Regions from separate parts of the Mus musculus genome. Here regions 2, 3 and 4 are each linked to region 1. The links are chromatin contacts, called in public HiChIP or PLAC-seq maps. All regions are on one chromosome and are shown on one strand. Each heading gives the region's core, a stretch centred on a gene start, on an enhancer-like site or on the middle of the called end of the contact. The rest is flanking DNA. Distances are from core to core; before and after follow the strand shown. Region 1 overlaps Gm41030 (a long non-coding RNA gene). Region 2 has its middle 19 kb from the start of Gm41031. Region 3 has its middle 16 kb from the start of Enc1. Region 4 has its middle 7.3 kb from the start of Hexb.

Region 1 (2,700 bases), core at 149-2,648:
TTTCTTCCTTTAAAAAATACTTATCTACATTTTGTGTGTAGGAGTGTTTTTCTTCAATGTATGTATGTGCTCCACAGGCATACCTGATGCCTAAAAAGGCCGAAAGAGCATGACTGATGCCCTGGGACTCAAAGCACGGTTATGAGCACCCACGTAGGTGCTGGGACCTAGATACAAGTCCTCCGCAAGAGCAGCAAGTGTTCTTAACCACTGAGCCATCTCTCCAGGCCCCCCAAATATTTCCTTATTACACTATTTAGAGTTGGTGATAAGCAGATCCCACGTCACATGATCTTGTCATTATTTTAACATTCGATGATTTGTTCCTCTGCTGGTATTGGGCAGCCCACTCCAGCTGCCCCGCCCTTGCTGTGAATCCGGTAAACCCAGACCCATGGTAAGCTTAGCATGAGCAGCCTAGGCAGCCTCTGGAGACCTGAGCTGGGTGAGGAGGGCAAAAAGACCTGGCCAGAAGTCACCCATGCTGGTATCAGGATCTCCCAACCCAGTGATATCACATCTAGGTGACAGGGAGACCCTCACACCTGTTGCCAAGGCAACAGTCACCATATTCCCAGAATCCACTTGGCTTACCTCCCACCTTTACCTGTGGTTATGGCACTATCCATATAAAAGGAAGATCTCTCTCTCTCTCTCTCTCTCTCTCTCTCTCTCTCTCTCTCTCTCTCCCCCCTCCCATATGTTCTCAAGTCTGGGTGGGAGGGGCTATAAAGCTTATATTTGTAAACAAGAAAAAATAGGCTTCAAGGCCAAAGTGACTTATCCAGTGGCCCACTGATTTGTCCAGTGGTAGAATCCAGATTAAAACCCAGATGTGACGGCAAATCATGATCATAAAATTGATGGCATCTAAATCAGCTAAGAGACGTATCTTTGAGGAGGTCTGTATCGTTTCCAGGAAGGACTGTCTGAGGGTAGCAGACTGTTCCCCAGAGTGAGGGGTATCAAATGCAAAGTAGCCCAAACACAAAGAAATCACAGGGCGCAGCCCTTTACTGCTTGCTTGCGCCCCTTCATTTCTGGCCGTTGTATGGATCTGTTGCTGTTGTAGCTGCCCCAGCTGCCTCCGCCATCCAGCTACACAGGGCTAGGCTACTACTGAAATTCTAGCCTCTTCAGCATTCAGGCCATTGTGGGCTACCCAACCTATACAGCTGGAAGTCATATTAACAGATCCCTCTTGATAACATCTACGTCTATTTGTTTATTCACTCCAGACCTCGGCTTATTCACTCCAGAGCGCCACTGAACTAGGTCTGAACTCTGACCTGAAGGGGGCGTAGCAGAGCCTGTGGCCGGCACGGGAGCAGGCGCCATGTTAAGGGCCCCACTGCTCTCCGATGAACAGATACATACATCCCCAGGAATCCTTCAAGTCAGCCACACCTTAGAAACCAACTCAGCCTCAACAGAGGCCTGTCATGTGACCTAGGAGCTAAACCGAGTTTCACTCTCTAGTGATTTCTGGATGGCTCCTCCCTCTTTCCCACATCTATCCTCCATATTCTGTCTTCTCAATTCTCCTGTCTTGCTTAATTTTTAAAATGTGTATTTATTCATTCCTTTATTTGTGTGTCAGGTGTGCACCTGATGGCCATGGAGTTCAGAAGAAGACATCAACTACCCTGGAACTGGAGTTAGAGAATGTTGGGAACCTACGGGTGGATGCTGGGAATTGAACTCAGGTCCTCTAGAAGAACAGCCAGTGTTTTTGTTTGTTTGTTTATTTTTTTTGTTTGTTTTTGTTTTTGTTTTTTTGGCTTTGGCTTTTTCGAGACAGGGTTTCTCTGTATAGCCCTGGCTGTCCTGAACTCACTTTGTAGACCAGGCTGGCCTCGAACTCAGAAATCTGCCTGCCTCTGCCTCCCAAGTGCTGGGATTAAAGGCGTGCACCACCACGGCCCAGCACAGTTGGTGTTCTTAACCACCGAGCCATCTCTCTAGCCTGTTACTTCCTTTTTAACCTACTTCTTTAACAAAGTATCAGTATTTTCAGTGAGCGTGTTGGAGCTATCACATTAAGTTCCAAATAATTTCTCATTTGAGACCTTGCATACAACATGCACCTCTAAAGGGCTTGAGAGTCCCTTTACATCCTCTCTTTACTGCAAGCCCGGGAACATCTTGTGTTTCTCTGACTCCTCCCTGGGACATTAAAAAATGATAATCTACCCCTCCATATGGCCAGAACTTGAGTGAGGTTATGCTTACTGATTAGTATTGATCAGTTACTCGTTTATACCTGTTTATAATGGTTTCCCTGCAGTGTGCTCATTACGGTTTCCAGCATCAGACCGCAGAAAGCTTTGGGTTGTATAATAAGTGGAAGATCTTGCAAAGAAAGCAAGTCTGTCTTCAGCCTCTTCTCTCTCCAGTGACAGGAAAAGCCATTTATTTTGTCTCTTTGTGTAGTCTGGCCTTTGCATATGGTCACGGGCTGAAAGTACAGGGCCAGCCTTATCAAAGTCTAGGAGAAGGCTTCCCACCGCTTACCAACAGGACATGAAAATCACCATGGAAGGCAAAGACAGCCCAGGGCTGTGCAAGTGCTGGTATACAGCAAAGCTTGGAGTGCTTCCCTGGAATCCACATGATCAAGACAGCACAGAGCTAAGAGGGAGCTTCCGCCCATCTCAGAGTGGGGGGACAGATGTCATCTGTACCCTTTCGTCTTTAATA
Region 2 (2,700 bases), core at 46-2,545, 320 kb before region 1:
GGTGGCCTTGAGCAGATGGTTTTAGTTCTCCAATATTCAGATTTTTTTTTTAAAATCTAAATGTTGATAGTGTAGAGGTTATAGGTGACATGATATCTACAAAAGCACTTAGCACAACAGCTCATACGGAGCCAAGGATTAATAAATAGATTTTTGAACATTATTATTATGAGGCTTAGCAATTCTAAAACAACAAAGCAAAGGACGTTTACAGAAGTTCAAAGAATGGTTGGTAAATGTCATGAAGGGGAGATCTGCAATTGGCATGGAAAGACAGCTGAGGATCACGGTTCTGAGAAGTCAGAAGGTTGGAGGAAGTCTAGGGAGGACAAGAACCAAGCTCAGGGGACAGGCAGGGACACCAGGCTGGGCAGGCTGATGTGAAAGATTTCCTGGAATAATGCTGACAGTCATAAGGAAAGCGTGAACAAGGCTCCTACTGTGGAGAGGGCGAGTGCTCTCTTCAGTAATAGGATGAGACAAGAAAGGATGCTTTAAAAATTAGTAACCAACGTTCTAAGACAAATTGCAAAATAAGTGCAAGCAATCAGAGGCCACAGGTCAGCATTGCTGCAGATGGGCCCGCTGATATGCCCCTGGTGGAAGGCAGCTTGGCTTTCCGGAGAGCACTTTGATTGCAATTGATAACAATCATTAATTTCTCTTCAAAGTACTGATCCTGGAGCACATTCATTTATAATCAAAGAGGCATAAAGAATTATGTGCATTAAACAACCCCAAACACTTGGATACAACTCAAATGTTCACTGATGATGGAATTCTGGAATATTCTAAGCACCAATACGCCCATATTGTGGGTTTTTTTTTTCAGCATTTCAATATACTGAGGTAAATTTACATGGCTGATGTGGTACTATATGTAAAAGAAGTTGGTTGGTGAGAAGTTGAGAGTTGGCAAAAGTTGTAACAGTAAATTTGAGAACTCTATGTGTGTTTCCTAATGCACAGCAAAAGATCAGGAAGAAGACAAATCTAACTTTTCATGGTTGTCTCTGGAAAGAGGGAAATGGGGAGGAAGGTGTTCATACCTGGTAGGAAATAGGCCCAAACCATGAATAAAATATTTTCAAAGGAGACATTCAAATTATTAGAAGGAAAAAAAAAAAAAAAAGACCCACCAGTTAAAAGAAATGGAAACACATAACACATACAAATTTTTTACTTGCTAGACTGAATAGATTTTTCTTTTAAACAAAGACAGCGATGCCTGTATTGGGTCGAAGTTAGTACTTGTTAGCACAGTCTGGAGGAGGGTGTTTTAAGGAACAATTTGCAGCAAGCATCACACCCTGCCTCAGCAAATTTACTCTCAGGAATATCTCCTAAGGAAATGTGCCAGCTTAGTCCTCTCTCACCCACTTCAACGGTGCTTACAGTGGGAAAACAATACAATACAGAAGAACCCCAAAGAAACCAAAGTAGCAGCCCAAACCCACAAGCAAACGCCCAGCCCTGCTCTAGAAGTCTGTTTGAAAGGATGGTAGAGGCACACACAGATGCCAAGCAGCCATTCAGAAGGGTGGGGTGCTCCGCTTACTGACCTGGAAGCACACCAGCAAACGCATTCGAGGAGAAAGATACTGGAGAACAACCACAACGAACGCTCTGTTTTGAAGATACCTGTGTAGATAAGAGGAGTTCTGGGAGCTTGACCGCCAAGTGATGTGTCTAGGTTCCTTCATTCTGCTCGCTTTTATTTGCTCAGTCTTCTAGATCAAACACGGGTCACTAGGAGAAATAAACTGAATGCTCTAAAATGTTGAGAGAATTCATCGTAGGAGCAATAGACGAAGGTTACTTCCAGTTTTGCCATGATCCGGAGAGAGTGAAGATGACTTAGATCCACTCAGGGTGTCTATGTCTCACTGCGTATTAGAAGCATCTAGGCTGGCACCAAAATACAGAGGAGACCTTTCTGGGCAGGGTGTTTGTTGGTGCTGGTCTATTGTATCTGCTGGCACGTGGCAGATACACTGAACACTGGTAACCAGACATGGGCTCAGCACTCTAGGGACCAGAGTGGACTGTGGAGAGAAAGCTGTTTGGGGTTCAGATTGTGTTTCAAGAGTGAGATTTCTAAAAACAAACAAAAAATGAGAACAGTTTAACATTCTGTCCTACTTACCATGAACTCAAAACCTGACATACCCTGTAATCATCTGAAAAAGAGTCTCAGTTGAGTAACCATCTTTTATCAGATTCGTCTGTGGGCCTGTCTGTGAGGGATTGTCCTGAGTGTCTTAATTGACAGAGGGGGGCGCCCACCCACTGTGAGTCATCGTGGTCTTTCCCCTCCACGGTGGTCCAGCCAGGGCTGTGTAAGAAAGCTGGTCAAGAATGAGCCAGGATGTCAGACAACAGGTAGTGTTTCTCCATTTTTTTCTGATCTAGATTCTTGCCTTGAGTTCCTGTTCTAACTTCCTTGGTGATGACCTATGTCCTCTCCTCTCCAAGTCACTTCTGCTCGGAGTATTCTATCACAGCAATAGAAAGGAAACTAAATACAGTCCCATGGAGTTGACTTTGGTGAGCTTTCCTTCAGCATGTATAGCTCTCAAGCCCAAAGTGCTTCGCTGAGCAGGAGAATGATGGCGTCTGTGGCTACATTGCTCAAATGGAGGCACTTCTAGCATATTCTGAATGCTGAGATGCTACAGGAGAAAGCAACCCATCTCCTCA
Region 3 (2,700 bases), core at 89-2,588, 300 kb after region 1:
TAGATGACAGGGTTTCAGAGGAGAGAAAGGGGAGAGCAATTGTATTATAATCTCATAAGCAAGAGAAATTATTAAAAACCAAAGAAAGTGCTTGCTGAGCCACCTTGAGGACCAGTGTTTAGACCCCACATAACAAGCTGAGAGTCCTACTAAGAACTGTGATCCAATACCCTCCTCTGGCCTCCCATACTATGATGAGCTCATACACTCTCTGTCTCTGTCTCTGTCTCTCTCTGTGTCTCTCTTTCTCTGTCTGTCTCTCTCTCTCTCTGTCTGTCTGTCTCTCTCTCTGTCTCTTTCTCTGTCTCTCTTCTCTCTTTTTCTGTACCTCTCTCTATTTCTCTCATACATACACAAATAAATAAATAATTTAAAAAAGGAACTACTACTCACATCTGTGCCCAACTAATGTGATATTGTACTGAATTATTCATTTTAATGCTTCCTAAGGCTGGCGAGATGGCTCAGCTGGTAAAGACTATTGCCACTAAGCCTGACCAGGTTCGACCCCTACCAGCTCCCAAGGGGTGGCCTCTAACTTACAGCATGGCACACACACAAAATAAATAAGTGTGATTAAAAATATAGCTTCCTAAATCTCTTCTACGTGTACTTAGTCAGCATGTTATTGTCCTAATGGGTAATTGTTTTAACTCCATTAAAATAATGACTCTCATTTGTATTATTTTTCACATGTACAATATCATTTAGTCTCAAAAAAAATGCAAACGTCTCAAAATGATCTCCATTTATGGATAAGAACACCAGTGTTTAGAAAGATCTGGTTATGTGCCTGAGGTCTCTCAGCTGTCAACAGCAAATCCGAGACTCCAGCTGAAGTTACCTGTTACATAAATATTCTAATTAAAAAAGGAAACCAGGGCATTTTGAAAAATTCTTCAAGGAAAAGAAAATATTCCGAGTAACCTAGAAAAGGCTATCCAATGGCTACTTCATCAATCACGGCAAGGACACTTAACAGGAAGGAAACCTGAGGAGAGTGGGGCCACCTTGGGGCTGGTCTAAGCAGATCCAAAAGAAACACGCACTCAGCTCCTTAAAACCCCACAGCTTAACCGAAGCGGCCTCCCGGGAAGCAGCACAAGGAGAGGCGCGCGCATAGCATCTTCCATCTTCCCCCGCGCTGGTGCTACTGGCCAACCGCACGCCACCTTCCGCCTTCATTGCTTCCCTTGGTCACTGCATAAACCTTCCTACTACGAATTGAATCGTTTTAGTCTTTCAGCTGCGCCTGAGCAGTTACTTCTGTCAACACAGGGATAGGAGGCAGAACAGACTTTCAAGGTTGAAAATTAAAATAAAGCGAGTGGGTGTGCATGCATACGTGAGTGCTTGCGGGCTTTTGTTGTTCCTGTCTCAGTCTCATGAACTAACTAGTCACTCCTCCCCCTGAGGACCTGTGTAGAGACCCTCATCATCACCTCTGGCCACGTTGTTATCTTTGTTGGCTCTATATACCAAACACTCTGGTCTGGAGACCTGCGTTCACACTTTCCAAAAATCACATGATCAGGCTCTCTCTCTCTCTCCCTCCCTCCCTCCCTCTCCCTGCCCCCCCCCCCACCACCACGCACAAGTCTCTCCTTCAATGTCTAGACTCTAAGCTAACAAGTCCCCTCCTCCTGCCTCACTCTGCCTCATTTTTCTCCAGAACTCCACCTCGTGAGTAGAGTCCTGATACTCCAGCCTCCATCTCCCAAGTGCTAGGATTACAAGACTGTGTCACCATTTCAGCTTTACTTAGTGCTGGGTATCAACCCCAGGGCTTTGTGCATTCTAAGCAAGCCCTCTAAGGACTCGGCTACATCCACATCCTTTCCCTCGGTCACATTTTGTAACAAATCCCTGATACTTTGTAACGAACCTCTGTACTCTATACTCTTCTTTGACTGCTCACTATTAACTCGGCCTCCCAGGTTGTCAGGCGTCCTTTGTCCCCAGCCTCCCCCTTTGCTGTGTGTACAAAGTCCAGGCTTTCCTGTTCAGTTTCAAATTGAGCAACATAGTCTCTGACTCCGATACACTGGTGTTCCCCAAACCTCCAAGGCAGGTGTTCACACATCTGGACGATGGCAGATAATTGACTTCCAGAGATGTCAGCTGTCTTTAGGCCCAGAATAAGGGGCTCCAGAACCTTTGGCTGGGGAACATTCTAGTGTCTGTGAGCTGAGCACCACAGCACCGGGGACTTTATCAGACGTAGCTGGACGCATCCTAGGGACACGTCTGGAAATAAGGAGAATGAAGACCAAGGCACCTGAATTTGAAGACCAGCACCCTCTGGCAAATTGCCAGCTCCCAGAGGTCTCTGATGCTTCTCAGTGAGCACTCTCCTGGAGGACCACCAACCGTGTCAATTAGGAAAGGAGCCTGTGCAGTTAGGAAGTTGATGTTGTTCAGAGAGAGGCCTGGCCCTTGCCCTTAGCTTCTGTCTTCATTTAGAGGCAGTGCCCAGACCCACCACAGTGCAAAGTGGGAGCTTCCCGGTGAGAAAGACCGACCAAGTGATTTACGGTGGGGGCTTTAGCATCACATCTGGGTCATCCTGGATGCTGAAATGGACCAGATCCACATTCGATCAAGCCTGTAAAATGGGGTCCTGATAAAACCTCTGAACACCAAGGTTTAGGTGAGTTTTCCTGTCTGATAATAGTCCTGTGTACTGTCAGACAGTACACA
Region 4 (2,700 bases), core at 129-2,628, 320 kb after region 1:
GCTTTAGTTTGTTTTCTGCTACTGAGATGACAGGCTAACGAAATCCAACTTGAAGAGAAAAGGATTTAATTTTAGACTAGACTTTTGTGTTTCAGTTCTCTGTTGAGGAAAGTCGGAGCAGGAACGGAACCAAAATCACAGAGACCATAGAGGAACACGACTTACTCTTCTCTGGTTCTCTCTTTGTCTCTGTCTGTCTGCATGTCTGTCTGCCTGTCTCTGTCTATCTTTATCTCTCTTCTGTTTGTCTCTGTCTCTCTTTGCCTTTCTCCTCCCTCTCTTCCCCCCTCCCTCAGTCCCTCCCTCCCTCCCCTCTAACTTTCTATTCAGCCTAGGACCACTTGCCTAGGAATGGTACCACCCACAGTGGTCTTGGACCTCCCTCACAAGTCTATTGAAGACAATCCCTTACAGACAGGACTACAGGTCAATCTCACTGAGGCAACTAACTCTTCAATTGAGGTCCCCCCACCCCACCCCCCAGGTGACTCTGACTGTGACACGTTGGCAATAAGACCTACCAGAATAGTATTCTTTCTCAGAGTGAACCAGTTGTGCAGCTCCCTTGACTAGCCAGCGTGCTGTCAACAAAAGAAAGCTGTTTCTCTTCCAAGCTCTTCTGGAGTCTCCAGCTTTCTTGTTCTGCATACACACACACACACACACACACACACACAGAGTCTTCTTGTCCCCAATGCCCACTGAACCTCAGCCTTCAACCTGGGCCTTCCCAGGCTAATGAGATGTGACCCTTAAGCCTCTGCACCAGATCCAGCCTCACGCTTGCAGACACCCCACCTCTGGTACAATGGATCTTGCTGAAGGCCTCCAGCAAGAACAGAATTGAGGGTTCCTAACCTTAAAATTCAACTCTAAACCTAAGAGTGTCATTCTGCCCAAGAATACAGACTTGGACCTCTTTGTAGACCTCTTGTGTCGGACAGGGACGATAGGTGTGCTGGAGTGATAGCTACCCTGTGGCTCCATTTCTATTTACCTGATGTTCTATTACAATCCCTTGTCTGTTGACACCCTCAGTTAAGTCCTTTTGCAGTTACAGGTCTGATTCCCCAGTTCAGCTTCCTCCTTAGAGTCATACTTAGGCTGTGAGGGTGAGAAAGGGGCAAAGAGGAACATTTTCAGGAGAGACGGCAGAAATCAGTCACCAACATGACCTCTGTCCCCAGTCTGGAGGTTTTAGTTTGAGAAGCTTTCAAAGTTCAATGTGTGTTTTGAGGCTTGTTTGCATTGTTGTTTTGCTTACTTGGTTCTTGGGGACCGAGGTTTCATTTTGCAGCATCTCGGTCTAGGTAGGCTCTGATCAAATATCCGAGTTGCACATAAACGCGCCTCTCAATAGATCAAAGTGGAGTGTTGGCAAACATGAGAGCAGATTTCCACCAGAGGGTGCTGCGGAGCAGAAACAAAAGTGGGAATGGTTTTGTGTCTAGTTTTTAAAAACTGAGGGAACGCTTGGCAATCGCCAGGGTAGTTTTAACTCTAAACCCTTTCTTTGCCCTGAGGGAGATGACCCGGTTTAGCAAACCTGTGTCAGAAAGAGCTAATTGGGTTTCATAACTGCAGACAGGATTCACAAATATTTCCAGATCTCTATGGCTGTGCCTTGACACAGCTTTTCCTCACAGGCAGAAAGCTAGCAACCGCCCCGCCTAGTTCCTTGCTGTCTAGTTATCTCAGTTTATTGGTTCACTCAATCGACACCCACTTTGCTTTCCCATCGGCACGGAAGCGTGGAACTACATTTCCCAGGCTCCTTTGCTGCTAGGGTGTTAAGGTGTCCATCCCCTGTGATTCCGTGAATCTTGAACTCAGAAGACAGAGACAAAATAGAGTTTCCCTTCTGTGGGTCCAGATTGGAACCAGGCTGACGTAATCCGAGTCAATTTCTTCAGCCCTAGTGAGGATTCTATGAGCCACTCAGTTCCCCACAGTGAATTTGTTTCTAAAATAGCTATAGTAAATTCTGTCTTCTGTAACTAAGCCATGGATGCTGATACATTAGGCATTTGGCAAGATCTCCAAATTCCACTCTGTCTTTCCCTCTTTAAGGTCAACCGACCACAAACATTGCCTCAATTGAATTAAAGAAAAATGGTTATTTTGACATTTGCTAAACTAACAGGAAGACTTTATTCGGGACTACCCAAAAAATAAAAGTGGGTCACTCAATCGCCACCCACCTCGCTTTCCCATCGGCGCAGAAGCATGGAATTACAATTCCCAGGCTCAAGTGTCAAGTGTCAAGGTTACTGCAATAGAAGAAAAAGACTGGCACAAAAATAGCTAGGATACCAGATACCGGAAGGGAGACAGAGATGAAAAATGACCGAGTCCCTCAAGGACTCTTCAGAAGCCAACTTAAAAACCCGGTGGAAGGCAGACCAAGGTGACCAGAGACCAAAGTTTGGGAAAAGGAACCGGTATCAAGCATGAGGACTCTGCTCATCAGACTTGCCAGAATTCTTGGTATCTGACCGAATTTCTATTCAGATCCAGGTAGAATAGGGACCACAGCTGAGGTCAAGTCCATAAGGCATACTGGAACCTCACAGAACTTTGGCTAAGGAAGGAGTCTTCTTAAGTACGTGTTGTTTCTAATAAAATCTCAATCATGTGACTTTACCAATCTCGACTAGGGAGCTGGATGCTGTGGTAAAAGCCTGAGAGAGGCTCAGAGGC

The links. HiChIP or PLAC-seq counts read pairs in DNA pulled down with a chosen protein or histone mark.
Region 2: a contact with region 1 is called in an H3K27ac HiChIP or PLAC-seq map of embryonic stem cells, with 5 read pairs. The contact joins two enhancer-like sites. A contact is called at or near these places in 1 of 484 Hi-C or Micro-C datasets (nephron progenitors) and 2 of 115 datasets of contacts at active chromatin or transcription factors (both in embryonic stem cells).
Region 3: an H3K4me3 HiChIP or PLAC-seq map of embryonic stem cells shows a contact between it and region 1, with 24 read pairs. The contact joins two enhancer-like sites. A contact is called at or near these places in 17 of 484 Hi-C or Micro-C datasets (the AML12 cell line, cerebellar granule neurons, embryonic stem cells and 6 more), 14 of 115 datasets of contacts at active chromatin or transcription factors (craniofacial prominence, embryonic basal ganglia, embryonic forebrain and 6 more) and 2 of 9 other capture datasets (adipose tissue and liver).
Region 4: a contact with region 1 is called in an H3K27ac HiChIP or PLAC-seq map of embryonic stem cells, with 5 read pairs. The contact joins two enhancer-like sites. A contact is called at or near these places in 4 of 115 datasets of contacts at active chromatin or transcription factors (all in embryonic stem cells).

Annotation. Positions count from the first base shown.
Region 1 is chr13:97,519,834-97,522,533 of GRCm38.p6, reverse strand. It overlaps Gm41030 (a long non-coding RNA gene), which reads left to right. Exons shown (of 3, transcript XR_001781023.2): 3 at 1,601-1,684. Among named protein-coding and RNA genes, the nearest start is that of Gm41030, 6.1 kb to the left of the region's middle. Within about 2 kb of position 1,398, at least 3 of the 459 cell types and tissues checked have an H3K27ac peak or open chromatin away from gene starts, as enhancers often do. A contact at or near this core is called in embryonic stem cells, where this site is marked.
Region 2 is chr13:97,844,001-97,846,700 of GRCm38.p6, reverse strand. No RefSeq gene overlaps it. Among named protein-coding and RNA genes, the nearest start is that of Gm41031, 19 kb to the right of the region's middle. Within about 2 kb of position 1,295, at least 6 of the 459 cell types and tissues checked have an H3K27ac peak or open chromatin away from gene starts, as enhancers often do. A contact at or near this core is called in embryonic stem cells, where this site is marked.
Region 3 is chr13:97,223,764-97,226,463 of GRCm38.p6, reverse strand. No RefSeq gene overlaps it. Among named protein-coding and RNA genes, the nearest start is that of Enc1, 16 kb to the left of the region's middle. Within about 2 kb of position 1,338, at least 20 of the 459 cell types and tissues checked have an H3K27ac peak or open chromatin away from gene starts, as enhancers often do. A contact at or near this core is called in embryonic stem cells, where this site is marked.
Region 4 is chr13:97,204,274-97,206,973 of GRCm38.p6, reverse strand. No RefSeq gene overlaps it. Among named protein-coding and RNA genes, the nearest start is that of Hexb, 7.3 kb to the right of the region's middle. Within about 2 kb of position 1,378, at least 307 of the 459 cell types and tissues checked have an H3K27ac peak or open chromatin away from gene starts, as enhancers often do. A contact at or near this core is called in embryonic stem cells, where this site is marked.